Regions from separate parts of the Mus musculus genome. Here all the other regions are linked to region 3. A link is a contact called in public HiChIP or PLAC-seq data. All regions are on one chromosome and are shown on one strand. The core of a region is the stretch at or near the end of the contact, and the rest is flanking DNA. Distances in the headings are between cores, read along the strand shown.

What was found. HiChIP or PLAC-seq counts read pairs in DNA pulled down with a chosen protein or histone mark.
Region 1: a contact with region 3 is called in an H3K27ac HiChIP or PLAC-seq map of embryonic stem cells, with 11 read pairs. The contact joins two enhancer-like sites. A contact is called at or near these places in 2 of 39 promoter capture datasets (embryonic stem cells and neural stem cells), 2 of 15 datasets of contacts at CTCF or cohesin (both in embryonic stem cells), 14 of 484 Hi-C or Micro-C datasets (Sertoli cells, bone marrow-derived macrophages, embryonic stem cells and 1 more), 37 of 115 datasets of contacts at active chromatin or transcription factors (the NIH/3T3 cell line, bone marrow-derived macrophages, craniofacial prominence and 19 more) and 1 of 9 other capture datasets (adipose tissue).
Region 2: a contact with region 3 is called in an H3K4me3 HiChIP or PLAC-seq map of embryonic stem cells, with 19 read pairs. The contact joins two enhancer-like sites. A contact is called at or near these places in 1 of 484 Hi-C or Micro-C datasets (nephron progenitors), 4 of 115 datasets of contacts at active chromatin or transcription factors (embryonic stem cells and stem cell-derived neural progenitor cells) and 1 of 9 other capture datasets (embryonic stem cells).

Annotation. Positions count from the first base shown.
Region 1 is chr11:20,229,401-20,232,996 of GRCm38.p6, reverse strand. Cep68 (centrosomal protein 68) reads left to right here. Exons shown (of 7, transcript NM_172260.3): 6 at 2,403-2,573; 7 at 3,516-3,596. The coding sequence ends at 2,569. Among named protein-coding and RNA genes, the nearest start is that of Gm51885, 8.1 kb to the right of the region's middle. Within about 2 kb of position 1,621, at least 138 of the 459 cell types and tissues checked have an H3K27ac peak or open chromatin away from gene starts, as enhancers often do. A contact at or near this core is called in adipose tissue, differentiating embryonic stem cells, embryonic stem cells and 4 more, where this site is marked.
Region 2 is chr11:20,163,345-20,166,955 of GRCm38.p6, reverse strand. All of the region lies in intron 3 of Gm12031 (a long non-coding RNA gene), which reads left to right. Among named protein-coding and RNA genes, the nearest start is that of Gm12031, 28 kb to the left of the region's middle. Within about 2 kb of position 1,740, at least 40 of the 459 cell types and tissues checked have an H3K27ac peak or open chromatin away from gene starts, as enhancers often do. A contact at or near this core is called in embryonic stem cells, where this site is marked.
Region 3 is chr11:20,399,391-20,402,550 of GRCm38.p6, reverse strand. No RefSeq gene overlaps it. Among named protein-coding and RNA genes, the nearest start is that of Gm39605, 21 kb to the right of the region's middle. Within about 2 kb of position 1,575, at least 127 of the 459 cell types and tissues checked have an H3K27ac peak or open chromatin away from gene starts, as enhancers often do. A contact at or near this core is called in adipose tissue, differentiating embryonic stem cells, embryonic stem cells and 4 more, where this site is marked.

The sequences.
Region 1 (3,596 bases), core at 372-2,871, 170 kb after region 3:
AGCCCTTTGTCTCCCCTGCTTCTCTGAAGGCCTGTTTTGAAATTCTTCCTGTGTTCTCTTACATAGGATTTTTAGGTGTTGCTTTTGTGGCTAAGCCTTAATGGTTATGTTTTTATTGTTTTGTATATGAATGTTATGTAGTTGTGTGTGTGTGTGTGTGTGTGTCTGTCTGTCTGTCTGTGTCTGTGCCATCCCATCTGTGTGGAGGTGGTCAGGTAGTTAGTTCTTTTCTACCCTTATACATATTTTAAAGATTGAATTCAGGTTGCAAGCCTTAACTTGCTAAGCCATCACACCAGCCTCAAGTTTTATATTAAGGCAGAAATTTGATATAGCAAGCTTTATTGCTTCTGACTACACTGGTGTTTACCAAACAAGCTTAGCATGGGGCTTGAGAAACCTGCAGCTGCTGTCCAGGGTCTGAAGAAACAGGGTCTGAGCAGAAAGAGCTCATTATAGGCCTCTTCACAGAGGCCATGTGTAATGGAAGGCTGCCTTAAGTAAGCTAACAAGAGCCACTTTGTCCTACTCTGAGAAGAGACTTAGGGGTCAGCCTGGCCTCTTAGAAGAGGCTTTTGGTTTTCTTTGAATCTCAGATATGAACCCAGACCTTCGGACTGCTACCCTCCCAGCCCTCAGCCTGGAGTAACTGGAACGCTTAGCTGTTCTGTTCAAGTTTCAAGTTACCCTTAACACTTTCTACTTCCTCTTCCCAGAAGCATCCTGTCAGCACACACGCCATACCATCCTGCTTCTTCCGAGTCTGCTTTCTTACTTGGCTCCAAGTCTAACTGCAGGAGTGACTAAGGCTTGCCCCTACCTACCACCAAGAGGGCCCTATGTCAGCACCCTGCCAAAGGAAGTTTGACCTAGTTACAGAAATATAGGCTGACATTTTTTTTTTTTTTTTTTTTTTTTTTTTTTTTGGATTTTCGAGACAGGGTTTCTCTGTATAGCCCTGGCTGTCCTGGAACTCACTTTGTAGACCAGGCTGGCCTCGAACTCAGAAATCCGCCTACCTCTGCCTCTCGAGTGCTGGGATTAAAGGCGTGCGCCACCACGCCCAGCTTTAGGCTGACATTTTGTTCTACACTCTCAACTGCTTATGAGTCATGTGACTGGGACTCGTGGGAATTACACCAAATGAAGCCCCCCATATGTATGTGTAAAATTAAAGCGCACACACACCAAAAACAGGAAAAGGGCTGGAGAGATGGCTCAAGAGGTTAAGAACATTGTCTGCCCTTCCAGGGGTCCTGAGTTCAGTTCTCAGCTACCACATGGTGGCTCACAACCATCTACAGTGAGATCTGGTGCCTCTTCTGGTCTGCGGGCATAATGCAGGCAGAACACTACATAATAAATCCTAAGAAAAAGAAACCTGTACCCTTTCTAGCCTTTCTTCCCTGACCTGTTTAAAGTTTCAAATAAAAAGCCCCAGAATTCCACTGACACACGGAAAGACTGAACAGAGCTTGGCTCAGCCACCCTGACAACATTCCTCTGCCACCAGCTCCAAGAAATTGTTAGGCCAGCACTTTTGCCTCACTATGGCTTTCTAAGGGGCTGACCTCAACACACCCAGCCAGTTCCTTCCCTTCCTGCCCCATCGAGTCCACATTGTGAGCAGAACAAAGACTTCCCCTTTCTTATCCTCTGCTGGCAGATGTTGCTCTCAGGCAGGAAGCTCGGGAGCATTTAACCCAGCTGATAAAGCACAGGAAGCAAGCAGCTTTTGTATTTAACAAAAGAAAACAGCCAGCCTTTTTGAGTACTCTAATCCTAGCGCCTCCCTCTTTAGACATGCATAGTCTATTCTCTAATCGTTCCTCCAGTTTTGGTCATTGATCCTTCTTACCCCCCAAAGTCCACAAACTTCCCCAATACATTACATAAGCTCTGGAACCTTTGGAACATCACTATTTAAAGGGAGAAGATTAAATGAACTGGGAGTGTGGCTCAGTTTCTAGAATGTTTTGCCTAACTTACATAAAACTTTGGCTCCAGTTCCCAGAACTTCATAAACTACTGTAGTGTGCATGCTGTGGTATATACCTGTATCAAAAGTTCAAGGTCGGGGCTGGAGAAATGGTTCAGTGGGTAAGGGCACTGTCTGCTCTTCCAGAGGTCCTGAGTTCAAATCCCAGCATCCACATGGTGGCTCACAACCATCTGTAACGAGATCTGATGCCCTCCTCTGGTGTGTCTGAAGACAACTATAGTGTACTTACATATAATAAATAAATCTTTTTTTAAAAAAAAAGTTCAAGGTCATGTTCAAGTAGAAAGGTTAGAGGTCAGCCTGAGCTACATGAGACCCTGCTAGGGTAGGGAGGAGTCACTGTGAAACTTACAGACCTATGTGAGCAAAATGCTATACCTTTTTATAATTTGACCATTAGTTTTAAAGGATGTCCTTGAGAGGATTGCAAAGCAGTCTGGTGAGCTGGAGAGCCGTGCAGATCATCTTTATGACTCTATCTTAGCCTCTTTGGACATGTTGGCTGGCTGCACCCTCATCCCTGACAACAGGCCAACAGCAGCAGAACACCCACATGAAGGGCTTTAACACAGTAAGTAGAGAAACCCAAGAAGAGGACTTACTGTCCAACCACTGTGCTAACAAGGGCACAAGGCTGTCCCAGTAAATAATTACTTCTTATATACTTGGCTGGGGTAATACTCATTGAAACAAATGTAGTATTGAAGGAAGACTGAAGGAGTCACTACCCTGGCCAGGAAGGTGGGTCTTTCACTCTTTCCAGTGTCTTGTTAACATGTGCTTGCTGAGCTGCATATCCCACATTCCCATACGGTGTTCTCTACCTCTACTGCTACACCACACAGCAGACAGCAGCAGTAATCCTTACAGTGCTACTCTCTCCAGTGTGGGGCTGCGTTCAAGACTGTCCCTGTCCTACAGGCTCTCTTGCTCAACTCACTCAGCACCTGTCTCCAAGCATCTCTGACAACACAAACGTCTACAAAAACCCAGTTACTTGCCAGATCGCTATGCTACAAAGGACCTTTGCAGATCTTCCATACCACACCATTCCCCCAAAGACTGGGGGATGACACATCTTACAGACTTAACAATCAATACTACTTGTTAAATACAACTTTTAGAAAGTCAAACTGGCAATGAGATAGGAAGAAGCCCAAGAAAAAAGCAGGGTTATCTGGTACCTATCCTGGGCAGAATCACAGGTTGTACTGATTTTTTTCCTCTTACAAAATGTTTATCAAATAAATCTCAGTGAGCAAATGCTGGAAATATGTCAAGAGCAGAGACTCCAGCAGCGGGAGGATGGTGATGCAGACCTGTAATCTCACCTAGAGGCTGAAGCATGAGAGTTCCTAGAAGCCAGCCTAAGCTACTCAACAGACCATCTTTAAAAAAATAGTAGTAGTAAAGGGGCCCTGCATTTGCATCAGTGATGTGAGTGGTGTGAGTACATGTGGTAGCACACTGCTGCCTCTGCAGCAGGCTGTAACCTTGCTCTCCTCTCATTCAGGCAGAGGTGGAGTCATTGGCGAGATGGCAGCTGGAAAGAAAACTCAAGAACTCCTTGTAAGAGCCATGGAAGTTAAGGAAG
Region 2 (3,611 bases), core at 491-2,990, 240 kb after region 3:
GAATTATTTAGCCATACATGAAGGTGCTCATCTGTAAGGCCAGACCCTTGAGGTAGCAGGAGATTGAACAGTTCATGGTCTTTTCTGCCTACATACCAAGTTTGAGGCCAGCTGGGGCTACATGACAGCATCTTTAAAAAAAAAAAAAAAAAAAAAAGGCAAATGTATGGCAGAAAAGCATTCCAAGAAGAAGTAACGTGATACAGAGTCCCAAGAAAACAGGAACAGGTTCGCTTATTCCAGAAATCTAGGGAGGCCAGAGTGAATGGAGTAGAGAGCCAGGCCGGAAAGGAACAGGTTGGGGGAGGGGAAGAGGCGGCTGTAGAAAGGCTTCAGCTTCTTTCCTCTTTCTTTTTTTTTTTTTTTCGGTTTTTTGAGACAGGGTTTCTCTGTGTAGCCCTGTCTGTCCTGGAACTCACTCTGTAGACCAGGCTGGCCTTGAACTCAGAAATCTGCCTGCCTCTGCCTCCTGATTGCCGGGATTAAAGGCGTGCGCCACCACCGTCCGGCTTCAGCTTCTTTCTGCTTTCCCTCCTTACTTGAGGGTCTTGTTTAGGGAGAGAAAAGGAATTTATTTTACGTTTTTAGAATCTCTCTTGCTTCTTTACTGAAAGCAGACAGGGACAGCGCAGAAACGAAGCACAGGGAGGCTGTGAGGACAGATCACTGCCACACTCCGAGAGAGGAGCCAAGAAAACACTCAGCCAAAATGGAAGCTTTACTGGGTAATCAGTAGCTGGGGGAAGGAGAAGTTTAAGGACATGGTCAGTGGTAAGAGCTGGGAGGAGCCATGGGTACTTAGGTATGCTAATAGACACCACAGCTAGCCTTTAACCTGGTTTCCTTGGGACTTAAAAATAAAAATAGGAGCAAGATCTGGCAGCATAGCCTCTAAGCTATGTCAGGAAACTGAGGCACAAGAATTGTAAATTCAAAGTCTGTCTGAGGTACAGAGTGAGTTCAACAAGAGCCTAGATAATTTAGTCAGACCCTGTAGCTCCAAGTGGAGCAATGGCCTTAAACAATTAAAATAAGTAAATATTACCCAATATACTCAAAACTCCAAAACCATGTCTCCTGTCCCTTGGCCCATTTTCTTTTAATTATTTATTCATTTTTCATAAGTATTTGTTTTTATTTTATGCACATGAGTATATGAGTATTTTTGCCTGCATGTATGAACATGGCTGGCATCCACTAAAGCCAGAAGATCTCTTGGGACTTGAGTTTCAGATAGTTGTGAGCCACTAAGTATGCATGCTGGGACCAAGCCTAGATCCTCTGTAAGAGCAGCCAGAAAAAAAAAAAAAAATGCTGGGCAGTGGTGGCACAGACTTTTAGTCAAAGCATTTGGGAGGCAGAAGCAGGAGGATTTCTGAGTTCAAGGTCAGAGTGAGTTCCAGAATAGCTAGGACTACACGCAGAAACTCTGTCTTGGAAAAACCCAACCAACCAATCAACCAACCAACCAGACAAACAAACAAAGAGTAGCTGTAAGGGTCCATGATTCGCTGAAGAATGATACCCTAGACTCAAATTGTATGTAAACAGAAAGAGTGTTCTATTCTGCAAGAGTCCAGCATGCTGGGATCTCCCCATTACCAAGATAGACAACCAAAGGAGCTTAAAGGCTAGATTTAAAGCACACTAAAGATTCCGGGGTAGGCGACCTCTATCTTTCTTTATCTCTGAGAGCATTCCATTACCAGAGCAAGGAGTTGCTGGGTAGGTGGCCTTTATCTTAAGTCTTCTTTACAGACATTCCTTGGCCCTGGGGGCTAGAGTCTGTGGTAGGTCTGGAAACCTGCTGATCCATTGTCCTTGCTTCTGGCTAGGTGGCTGGCCACTTTCTAGTTTCTGACCAGCTTGACTGAAGCCTGGTTTTTTGTTTTTGTTTTTTAGCTGACTTGCCTGGACTTGCCCAGTTTTCTTTAGGCCTAGTCTTGTAGACTGGCAATTTGAAACCTGTCATGGAGTCAGCTTAGCCTTCTCATAGCAAACATTCTTAGCCATTATGGAGTTCAAGAACACTGGGAAAAGACCCCTACACTCAATTTAAAGATCATTAGCTAAATTTATTATAGCTACTAACAGGGCCACAGTCTCTAAACTGAATCAGAGACCAGTCACCCAGAGGTGGATAAAGGGAAGGGCTTTTTTTTAAAAAAAATATTTATTTATTTATATGTATATATACACTGTTGCTGTCTTCAGACACACCAGAAGAGGACATCAGATCCTATTACAGATAGCTATGAGCCACCATATGGTTGCTGGGAATTGAACTCAGGACCTCTGGAAAAGCAGTCAGTGTTCTTATCCTCTGAGCCATCTCTCCAGCTCTGAAGAGAAGAGCTTTTAAAGGCAAAAACCAAAAGAGCTGTTCTGCTCTGCCAAGATTAGATGGTCAAGGCAACCTCAAAATAGTCCTTGAATGTCTGCACAAGCGGGTTACAGAAGTCAGAATCAGCAGTTAGTCATTGCATAACAAGCAGATGCTCATAGCTGTACATTCTGGGGTGGGGAATCAAGGAGTCAGGGTTGCCAGAAACTTGAAGTCAGAGATAAAAGACTATTAGGTACTAAGATGGTTGCCTAGCACAAAATGAAGTTTCTTTCGCCATCACGCTAATCACCGAGCCATCTACAGTTCTCTTCTTTTTGTTTTTATTTTATTATTTCTGTTGGTATGTGTGTGGTGTGCATGTGACACAGTGTGGATGTGTGACTATCACAGAGGTCAGAGAACAGCTTTCAGGAATCTTGAGTTCCAAGGATCAAATATTTAGGCCACCAAACCTGGGTGGCAATCAATTTGCCCATTGAAGCATCTAAATGGGCCTTGAGAGTCATCATTCTTGAATACTCCAAAATTCCTGAATGGAATCTAAAGTGGCAAGACTAAATGACAAACAAGTGTTCAGTGGAGTGGGCATGGGCACGATGTTATTGTGTGCTATGTAAAGATTATCCTTGTGTTATTCAAATGCTGATTTCTCTGTCCCCTATATGTGTTTGCAGTCTTCATATGGCGCTGTAATGCTTATTCCAAGTATCTCCTTGTCTTAGTTAGGGTTTTACTGCTGTGAACAGACATCATGACCAAGGCAACTTTTTTTGTTTTGTGTTTTGTTTTGTTTTTTGAGTTTTTGTTTTTGGTTTTTGGTTTTTTGAGACAGTTTCTCTGTGTAGCCCTGGCTGTCCTGGAACTCACTCTGTTGACCAGGCTGACCTCAAACTCAGAAATCTGCCTGCCTCTGCCTCCCGAGTGCTAGGATTAAAGTTGTGCGCCACTTCTGCCCAGCAACCAAGGCAACTCTTATAAGGACAACATTAAATCTGGGCTGGCTTACAGGTTTAGAGGTTCAGTCTATTATCATCAAAGTGTGTACATGGCAGTATCCAGGCAGGCATGGTACAGGAGGAGCTGAGATTTCTACATCTCCATCTGAAGGCTGCTAGCAGACTACTGGCTTCCAGGAAGCTAAGATAATGGTCTAAAAGCTCACACCCACAGTGTCATACCCACTCCAAAAAGGCCACACCTACTCAAACAGGGCCACATCTTCTAATAGTGCCACTCCCTGGGCCACTCCTGTTTCATGTTTGTG
Region 3 (3,160 bases), core at 326-2,825:
GAAAGTTTGTCACTGGAGGAGCAGGCCTTGATGCTCTGCCCAGTGCAGAGAGTCAGTCTCCCAGCAGCCTTCAAATGAAGATGGAAAGCTCTCAGCTCCTCCTTCACCATACCTGCCTGGATGCTACCATGCTTCCTGTCTTGATGGCAATGGACTGAACCTCTGAACCTAAGCCAGCCCCAATTAAATGTTGACCTTATAAGAGTTGCCTTGTTCATGGTGTCTCTTCACAGCAATGGAAATCCTAACTAAGACACTGCATGTGAATATGTCTGAGAAACTGTGCTGATTTATACAGTTGAGATTTTTATTTTTTTGTCCTGCGATAGCCAGCCCCAAAATGGCCCAGAATGGCCCTGGAAGGTACTTAGATCTTTGGTATTGTCCTCATCCATACTGGGGCAGAGCTAGTCCTTACAGCCAGTAGGATACAGAAACAAAGGCACACATTTCATCTGGAGGCCGTCAGTCTGAGGCTCCAAGCCTCACAGAAGCACCACGTTCTCTCCTGACCCCTCTGCCTTTCATCATTTGATCTTGGAGTGGGGACTTTTTATGAACATCCCTAACAAAGGGCCCACCTGTGAGAAGAGCCAACAGCCACATCTGTGAGCTCAGAAGTGCACTCTTCAGGGCCTGTCAAACCTTTCAAACATTTGGCTGCCACCTCTTGAGAGTCACTGAGTTGGAAGCCTGCCACTGAGGCGCTCTCTGTAACTGCGGGAGGACAGATGTTTTGGGGATAATTTGTTGCACGAATAATAATTATTAGAACAAGTTTTCAGTTTCAGATTCCATGTAAGGTACACACAGTTGGTCATGGATTAGAGGTTCAACTATCTAAGAATCAGATGTATTTACAAGCCAAAATGGTGTCTCTATTGAATGTGTAGAAAAAAGATTTTTCTTTTGTTTTATTCAACAATAGGATAATATTATATACAACTACTTTCTTAGAACTTACACACCATTAAGTATTCATGCAATTAGTGACGTAGAGATAATCTAAGTATGCGGATGCATGTGTGTAGATTGTAAATGCTGACCGTAGCGTAGTGTTAGATAAGGGGCTTGCACAATAAGGATCCCCCAGTGAGACTGAATAATGACTGAGTATTGCTTTATCATCAGAAGAAAAATGTTTTAAACAATCAATCAAGAACACCCGTCATTACAGTAAGATAACGGACAAGGGCTTGGCTATCATTCTGGATGCTCCTGGGAAGAACGGTGGAATCAGTGGGGCTGATCAAGGACTTCCTATGGTAAAGAATTCTCCAATAAGAATGGAGATAATCTGAGGTTGTTACAAGATAATACAATGATCATGGTGCCTAATGCACAGCAAACGCGATTCAAATATATTTGCAGGTTGCTATTTGGGGGAAACCATGCTATTTAAAGTGTCTCCCACAAGTTTGATGTCAACGCAACGAGACAGAAAGGCTATTTCCTTCCTTCATCACAGGGTGGCACTGTGGCACCGACTTCCTTTCCACCGAGGCCCGCTTCCAGCTGGTAACGAGGCAGGAAACCAGTTCCCTCCCAGACTTCCAAGGCTTGCGCGTCGGGTTACCAAGAGCGACCCGGCAGCCAGACACCCTCCAAGCATTCATCCGGCAGATAATGAGGAAACAGGCCCGGGCTTTGTACTCAAAGTAAGGGCCAAAGTAAGGGCCCCACAAAGAGTTCACTTCTATTAGAGTCGTACTGGAAACAGGAGGCTCCTGTTGGAGGCTGGGGGTTCGGGGTGGGAGGTGGGATGTTAGTGTTCTAAATTGGTTCTCAGTGCTGAGGCTCCGCATTCTAGCACTTAAGCTGCGGCCCTTCGGGGGTTGGGGGTGCGCGAGCGCGGGGCGGGGGTTGGGCGTGGCAAAGAGGGTTGGTTGGTTGGTTGGTTGGTTTTTGCAGTATTTAGCTATATCCCCAGCCTCAGAACTCAGTTTCTAAATTGTCTCAAACTTCAGTCTACATCACAGTCACCTGGGGACTAAACAGTTCAGCTGCCTGGCCCATGGCCTGAGAATTTGCATTTCAAACAAGTTTCCGGGGATGCTGAGAGGCTGGTTCACTTCCAGACCTGAAAAGACGCTTCTCAAGCTGTGACCCCTCTACTGTGACGCCCAGGCTCTCGGGCAAGCTCCTTAGGCCACACCTGGGTACTTGTTAGAAGTTATCACGGCAGGACCAAAGACTGATCTTCCCTGCTATATCCAGAGGGCAACTCTCAAGCCCCACTCGCTGGAGAGAGTCTTTCTAGCCGATGCCACCAGTCCAAAACAGCATCACTTCCAGCCGGAGTCTGCATGCATGGTCTCGAAGGAATTGTTGAAAATCCCACACCCAGGCCAGACAACTTACATGGACAGAAGGCAGTCAGAGTCCTGAGGAGGGTGCCTCCCCAGAGCACTTCTCTTGCTGTCATCACACTGATCAAAGCCTATCTGGTCATAAATTCCAAGCTTTGACATTTATCCCAAAATGGTTTGAGGCCAGGAGGCTTGATAGCTCAGACCAATAATCCCAACTACTCTAAAGGCTGAAGCAGGAAGACTGTAAGTTCAAACCTGTTTAAACTAGAGTGAGTTCAAAGCCAGCCTGTGCAACTTAGTGAGACACATTGCAATATATTAAACAGTAGAAAGAGAGGACCGTTGGTAGAGTGCTTGCCTACTTCATGCAAAGCCTGGGTTTGATCCTCCATGGTGAATTAGCTGGGAGTTGGGGTACATGCCTATAACCCCAGCAGTTGGGAGACGGCAGCAGAAGGACCCAGAAATCCAGCAGCTTCATGGTCAGCCCGGGACACATCAGCTGCTGTCTATTAATAGCAAAAACAAAAACAAAAAAACCCAAAAAACAAAACAGTGAATGAACTCGAGGCTCTTTCCTCGAATGTGCAAGGGGATTCCCTTGCAGCTAGAACAGTTTCATTCTTCTCAGTTATTGACAGCCACACAGTCATTGAATTTTGTATTTGTGTGACAAACATAGATTCCTAGATCCATTGGTGAGCCTTATCCCACACCACCAACTCCAGCTTGTTCTGCTGCCCCTCCCCATCCCCCACGCCTCCTCCCTTCCCCATGCGGGACTAAACCCAGGCCCATGCTAGGCAAGCACTTTACCCCTGAGCTGCATCTCCGTGCTCTCTATTTCT